Regions from separate parts of the Zea mays genome. Here region 1 is linked to region 2. A link is a contact called in public Hi-C data. All regions are on one chromosome and are shown on one strand. The core of a region is the stretch at or near the end of the contact, and the rest is flanking DNA. Distances in the headings are between cores, read along the strand shown. Region 1 holds the start of LOC103626734 (probable sucrose-phosphate synthase 2). Region 2 has its middle 41 kb from the start of LOC103626734.

What was found. Hi-C and Micro-C count contacts between places; a contact is called where the count stands out from the background.
Region 1: a contact with region 2 is called in a Hi-C map of bundle sheath, with 3 times the contacts expected there. The contact joins the promoter of LOC103626734 here to the enhancer-like site in region 2. A contact is called at or near these places in 7 of 25 Hi-C or Micro-C datasets (bundle sheath, ear, leaf and 1 more).

The regions. Positions count from the first base shown.
Region 1 is chr5:98,546,180-98,550,147 of Zm-B73-REFERENCE-NAM-5.0, reverse strand. LOC103626734 (probable sucrose-phosphate synthase 2) reads right to left here and starts at 1,632. Exons shown (of 13, transcript XM_008647115.3): 1 at 1,249-1,632; 2 at 1,060-1,149. The coding sequence starts at 1,437.
Region 2 is chr5:98,505,707-98,509,558 of Zm-B73-REFERENCE-NAM-5.0, reverse strand. No RefSeq gene overlaps it. Among protein-coding and RNA genes, the nearest start is that of LOC103626734, 41 kb to the left of the region's middle. Within about 2 kb of position 1,683, at least 13 of the 20 cell types and tissues checked have an H3K27ac peak or open chromatin away from gene starts, as enhancers often do. A contact at or near this core is called in bundle sheath, ear, leaf and 1 more, where this site is marked.

The sequences.
Region 1 (3,968 bases), core at 383-2,882, 41 kb before region 2:
CAAAGTTACCAAAGCAGTAAAATGTAAAACCTGAGCTCAACTGGTAAATCAGAGGTAGACTAAGGGCTTGTTTGAATGAGCTAGAGCTAATAGTTAGCTGGCTAAAAATTCCTAGTGCAATTAGTTGGCTAACTATTAGCTGATTTTAGATAGGTTGAACCAACTAATGAACTAATGGATGGTTGAGGGTGCAACTAATAGTTAGCTGGACTATTAGTTGGGGTGTTTGGATGTCTCCAGCTAAAAGCAGCTAATAACTGAACTATTAACTAGACTGTTTGGATGTCTCTAGCTAATTTTAGCAGCTAGTACATTCAAACAGGACCTAAAATTACTGTGCAAAAGTGCTTAACTCTATGATGGTGGAAATATTAGTCAAAACAGAATGTGTTGTTTCTTGGGGACAGAATAATATCAGTAGAGGGCTTTAGAATGGATAAAAAGGATGCTGAAATGGATATGCAGTGTCATCACGCTCCCATTGGCTCAGCTAGTCAACTAGTGGGTAGTGGACATTCATGAAATTCCTATGTTCCCAGCATCTGTCGCAATTGGTCCAGCTACTGGACAAGTGAAAGCCATCTACAAACTTCTTTCATGAAATTCCCTTGTTCCCAGCATCTGTCACAATTGGTCCAGCTACTGAACAAGTGAAAGCCATTTACAAGCTAACAGTGACTAGAAACATAGGGACAGCAGTAGCAGCTGAAAAACTTAGGAAAGACTGGCAAAGTACAATGTCAAAGCTGTATCAGAGACCAATGCCGTCGGAAAACAACTCCTCGCGCAAGTCAATATGATGTTTAGCTTATGTATCTCATCTTTAACTGATCTGGTTGCGTGCAAACGTCACCTAGCAAGTACAACGTCCAGTTCTAAGCCTGTAAGTCTCTAACTGAGGGAAAGTAAAAGAAATGATCGATCTAACAAGCACAGATAATCAGCAACATCTATGCAGAATACCCGCCACAAAACTCATCCAACGTCAAATGATACTTCGTAGTGGCAATCTATAGCACAGTCCAAGCTGAGAAGCAACCGGAGAAAAACCGAGCTTACCTCCTTCTTCTTCCTTGCAAGGTTCCAGATCCTCCACGTCATGTTCTCGAGCCGCGTGTTCCTCTCCTGCGGGCTCCGCATGGCGTTCGCCTGCAGACACGGCACACCCAGATCGGTAACGGAATCACAGCAACAGCAACGGAAGATAAGAGGTGGAATTGGCGTTGGCCGCATCGGCAACGGACGTACGCGTAGCCATGTCTTGTAGAGGTCGGTCTCGTCGTACCCGGTGATGACCTCCTCGACGAAGTAGCGCGCGGGGGAGAAATGGCCGCGCTCGCGGAGGAGGAGGGAAGGCCGGTCGCCGCCGATGGCAGCCTTTCCGGCGTCTAGGATGGCGTCGAGGTAGCTGTTGATCCAATTATCGTTGCCCGCCATCGCCGCCGCCGGCGAGATGAGATCGGGGGACGGGATGGGAGGGGAGTTGAGGCCAGGCTGAGGGAGGAAGAAAAGGAGAGGAGGAGGTGAGCAGAAATAGCGAGTTAAAAAAATATAATAAGAGGCGCTGGAATTATTATAGCAAATGAAAAAAAAGGAAGGTGGCTCATAATGGGGTGAGTAGACAATAAGGAAACAGTGTGGTGGCAACTGTGACATAATTTTTTTTAATTCAAATGGAATGGTCAATTCAAAAATGAGTTTATTATCAATATTCTATAGTATCATTGAAAATGTTTATGTATACTGATATACATGGAGATTCTGTTTCGACTAGGTTTTCCTGGATTTGTGCTCTTTGCCATCATTTTCAGCTAAAGATGTTGGGGACGGACACTATTTTTGTACGCATCCAATGATCGCGTAATCCTGTGGGACTTCGTTGATTTTTTATAAAACTTAGAAGAACTGTATTGCTGAAAGACATGTGACGTTATATCTTGGTACCTTATACATATTTTTTTGAATAATTAAGTTAAATTTACAACGTTTGAATTTAAAATTTCTAACAGCATCCTCAAACGTAATTAGTATAAATATACGCACAATGCTCTCAGGAAAATAATCTGAGAGAATGACAAAAATTATTAAAGTCGACACAAACGAAATGGCGCATGGACTAGAGAGCACACGGCCCAGTGGGCTTCTGGCTAGCATGCTTCCAAGGTCCGGTATTATAAAAAGACTTTTTAGGGCCCACAATGGTTAACCCAGATGTTCTGTTCTAACTTGCACATTCAGATCCGAAATTCCGAATAGTGTAACGATAAAAATAAGCGTTTTCTCTGGAGACTGGAGAAGCGGTACCAAATACAGCACACGTGATCCAGCAAATACGAGCCGTTGTACAGACTCATCCAGCTTGCGCGCCAACTGGTTCTTCACCGGAGTCAACCGCCAGCCCGGCGGTGCTCCCTCCTCTTCATCAATTTCAGTGGCAGAGCTAGTATTTAGTTAGTTTTCCACGAGTTAAATTGAAATTGTTGAGCTAATTTTATTTTTTAATTGTCCTTTTGTATTTTATTAAAAATGAGGATCTCAATTGTAAACTTTACTCTTAGCAACATGTACTGCGGTGCTAATGGTCGAGATAGACCGTGTTTCTAACCGAGTATAAAAATTTAAGTTTAACGATCCCTATTTTAATAAGTAGTAGCATGAGAGATTAGAAGAATACCCTTCATTAAATGTAAAGATTCTTACGGGACATATGGATATTGTAACCGGTCATCTTAGCATTTATTACATTTTTATCCAACTGACGCCAAAAGCAGTAATACGAATATAGACGCGCCAAACACATTAACAAAAACGAAAAACATTCAATATTTGAAAATGTCGCTGCTCCGCCACCGCTCCTTTCTCATGGTTATAAAACACTCCAGCCTTTAAAGCACTCACCAGCCTGTTAAACACAAAACGCAAACATCACATATGTTGATCGATTTTAATAAGTTGTCGTTGGATGGAAATGAAGATGGTGTACCTGAGGTTGGTGGAGTCTTTTCTTTTGTTCCTCCACGTCAAATACTCCATCCTTTTGATCTAAATGTCCCAATGGATTAACAACAAGAGAACCTGCATCCATCTAGGTAAACATTCACAAAAAATATCTAGGAGTACAAAAGAATCTAAAACCCCTAAAAAGGGCATAGCCATCTTTAGTCAGCACTCAGGACTAAACCCCTTCCTTTTTTTCCAAGATGCTAATTTATGAATTACTACATGTGTAGCAGTGTTGCTAAAAAATTATGGTGTTTCTGGTTATATTCTTGATATAAATATGGTGTAATTTTTCAACAAAATGTACAAATTATTTTGTAGTGACAATTTATATTTTTTTGTCATGGATATTAAATCTTATACGTTTTGTGTTCGTGTATATGCGTGGCCTTGTTTTTTATGAATGTTGAAATATAACATATGCTTATCTTTAATGAATACACATTGTGCTTGATCTACGTGATGGTATGGCATATATGTATACTTGATGTGTTTTTATATATTAAACTATCTCCAACAGTTTACACATCCATATCCTTATATTCAAATTTCATTGTGTAAACAGTATAGTCTATAGCGCAAAACAATATAAAAATAGTGTTTTAGGTGACCATATGAGTGAACTGCTGGATACGGTCTTAGTATTTATAGATTTGAATAATTTAGGGACATAGACACAATTTATGGTTATTTAGATATTTTTATTATAGTATGTCGATGTTTAAATGTAAATTTGGGGATTATTCTAGTGTTTATGTAATAATGGCAACATAGTAATTTAGATGTAAATTTAAGATGCTACTTAAATTATTTATTATTATAATATCAGGTGAATAATATAGGGCATGTTTGGAAGCACTCGATTTTTAAAAAATGGTTTATAGTACTGAAGTGCTTCCAAACATGCTAGTTTATACTTTAGTTTTCTAAAAACTTTTTTAAGAAACCAAAGTGACCTTTGCTAGCTA
Region 2 (3,852 bases), core at 434-2,933:
AAAAAACTAGACTTGAATCTAGTGTTCTATATAGGTCAGATAGAATGTGCTTTGTAAGCCAGGTATGAATTCATGAATCTGATAACGAACGCCTTTGCATTGTAAAGCAAAATAGCCAATCAATGAGTTACTTTACCAGTGTGCATAGTTTGATACGGAACGACAAACAAGGCCGAAACAAACATAAAAAAAATCAACATAGGAGTTATATACAATGAAGTATTTAAGAGTGTTTGTTTTGAAGAATCACTTAATTCAAGATGAGACGTTGTATTATAAATCCAATTCTTAAATTTGGTGGGATGACTCCATTATTTATGTTAGTATTAAGTAATTAATTATGAGTAATAAGTTGATAATGGATCAACTCATTCTATTCTACTCCTTCAATTTTTTTTTATTTATCGCGTTTTAGTTCAAAAATATATTAACGGAGTGACAAATATTCAAGAATGAAGTATAAACAAAAAAAAGTGATAAATGAGAAGATGATAGACTAGTTTATTACTCAAACCTTATTACACGACGATCATGTATTTTAGTCGTGTTTATTCCAGCAGGCGAGCAGATGGAGCTGGCTTAAACAGCAGCCAGGCCGAACAACTCCGACGAACGCAGGAAGCTGATTAGACGGAATAATTTCGGCATCAGAACGTCCTATCTTGCTAATCCTGTAAACGCTTCACTGTACATGACTCCTGCATAGAATTTTTTCCCCGGAATTTTGGACCCTACAGTTAAAAATAATTGTTACTTCGAAGAACAGCAACAACCAAGCCGTCGTCCGTTCGTAAACAATTCTTGGAATGGTTGAATCTGGCTGAAGTTTCAGAACATAGGTAGACTCCTTCGCTATCACGCACCCTCCGCGACGGATGCTCAAATTCGACAGCACCCAAGAAACTAGCTAGGGCTCAAGAGTCAAGAGACAAGCTTAATTTAGGAGCCGTCCAGCTTCTGCATAAGCTAAGCTGCATCAGTATCCAGAGAACATAGAAAACATTTTTAGTACTAGTTTGAGAACCTCATTTTTCTAAATGAATCTTATTTTCATAAGAGAAAAAGAACTAATTTTCTTTAGAAAAATAAAACTACCTTAAAAAATAAAATTTCCAAGCCCTTAGATGTTAAAAAAACAAACAAATTAGAGGAACCGAAACCATTTAGTAGGGAATGAGAGTTATCATTTGTGGCTTAGTGGGAATTTAAAAAATGAAAAATGGATCTCTAAAGCTATCTCCAGCAGATCTTCTATCTCATTTTTTTATTTAGGGCTAGTTTGAGAACATCATTTTCTTATGTGATTTCTATTTTCATAAGGAAAAATAAACTAATTTTTTTTGGGAAAATGAAAATCCTCTGGAAAAATGTGGTTTCCAAGCTAGCTCTTAAATTTTTCTTTGTAAACAGTGTCATCTACAATTCTGTACCGCCTGTTTTCTATGAGATCGATCGAGTCGAAAAGGACCGGGACTAACGGCTGCCACCAATTGAGCCACTATGAATATCTCTCCTGGCCTCCTGTTGCAGCCATGCACACACATGAAAAGCTGTCTCATTCTGGTAGATAGAGAACAGCACCGCGCGCGGCAGTACCAGACGGTGGTCCATTCATCCCCTGAGCAGAATCATATCTACATTGCAGAGCCATAACCATAGGAACCTGTGTCCTGCAACGCCCTGAAAGAGATAAGAGGGCCAATGGCAGCATGGGAGCTGTAAAGCAGGCATCTATCTATCTGCATCAGAGCCAGATCACACCCTTCGAGCCTGAAAACGATAAGCTCCGTCCAGAGGATCACACGCACCGCACGTAGGATATGCGTGTAGATGCCCGCTTTTTTTTTTTTTTGTTCTCTCTCTTTTTCTGCCTTGCATTGCATATATATGGCTGACAGGCTGCACTTGTGCTTCTTTAGTAGTATTAGCAGCAGTAGCAGCATGTCGTAGTTGTATAGGGTACCAGGATGGGGTGCTATGCCTGAATTTATTGTGGCCTGAATGGACTTCGTGATCTGAAACTGAAATCGCTTATCCGCACTGTATGGCAACGGAGTTTTTCCAACAGATAGCAGTATCCTCCACTCCAAAACAAAACCAAGTATTTTTTTCCCAAGATTTGGAACTTATTGGCAGATGCCAAAACTCCCTGTCATATATATACTATGATGGGAAAAACTCATATATATGCTCGTTGCTCTGATCCTTGATGGTCCAGGCGAACATACCTGTGGTAGCGTTGGATGCAAGCTATCCACCCGTAGCAACGGAAGTTGCGCGTTCTAAGAAAGCTCATCTGTTCGGAACATATACCTTTCTCCTTATGTTGGAATATATTCTTCGCGCGCCACATAGACTGAGAGCACGTGTTGCTATAGATGATAATGAACTTTAAATTTTACGCTATAAGATTTAAGAATTGTTGGAAAAATTAACAATGCCTAAGATTAATTTTATAATGCAGCATAAAACGAAAAACCCAGATAATATCGACAACATTAGAACAAAACAGATCTGAACTATTTCAACAAGATTAACACATAAAAGAAGAATCGACAACGGATCTAACTATAAGACCGTCATCGCAATAAACTGAAAAAGCAAATTTACTCACAGTGATTTCCACGAGTGTTGAAGAAGAACCCGAACGGACGTGCGCGAAGCACTTCCCAGAAACCTGATTCGCCGGCACCTATGCAGGTCGTCAAAATACCAGCGGTGGTTCGGAGACACCACTCTCCTTTGATCTGCCGCACGACAGACGAAACGATGGCAGTGCAGAGAAGTGACAGCGCATAGAATTGAGAAGAAGAGGACGAGTCGGTTGTTATTCGCATGTTTCCTCCAACTGAAAGACGTCTGCCCTATATAGATGGGCCACCGCAACCCCTTGATTAGATCTGCTAAATTCCAGAAACCGCCCTCTGGAATATCTCTATGTGCAACCGTCCAGAGATCTCGCACGTAACGTGCGTGCCCATTCCTACTGGTTGACATGGCAATCTAGGTGTGATATTTGATAACCAAATAAACAAAAAGAAAAAAATTAAACTGCCGTTTAGAACTCATCACAACGCGATCGCGCATTTTCATAAGTCACAAGTCACGCGATAAATAACGCGAAAAAACGTGAAACGCGAACGAGCGTGCACGCGTGACAGCCTCCATAGCCCTTTATTTGTGTCATGTTAAGAGTAGATAACACTCCACCATATAAGCTAGTTCTCTCCTACCTAGATGGACGATATGAGACTAAAGTCCCATGCCATCTATATATACATACCACCTTGGCTTCCTTATTGAATTAAGCCGTACACTAGTGAGCCTAATTCCAACAAGGATCAGATCAGATTAGAATCAGACCATATTTCTATTTATTTTAGAACTAAAATTTATTTAGGGCTCTATTATTTTGTGAAGAGCCATTTAGATCGTGATCCATTACCACCCTATCTGTTGTCCACTCAGGTGTCTATGGTGGAGATAGGTATATGGAGGAGGAAAACAGATGAAAATGTGGCCAGTTCAGAGGTGCTGTTAGCTGATTCTGTCAGACTTGCTGTGCACTCAAATTTCACAGCATAGTAACAAGAATTCATGTTGTTGGTGGGTTTGTTGCTAAATCGCCTTCTGGGGTCTGTGTGTGTGGTACGAAAATGGGCTAAAACGACGTTTGTTCTTGAGTAATTGCGATGTGAAATCAACTATTTTCACTTTATAAGTGATGTACTTACGCAGGCATGACAGTAACAACAAAGTTAAATCGATTAAATGGAAGTTGTTTGCTAGCAAAGCAGATTGGTGGTTATAGCAGAAAGGTTGTTGAGTTTGAACTGTCAAACGTACGTGTAG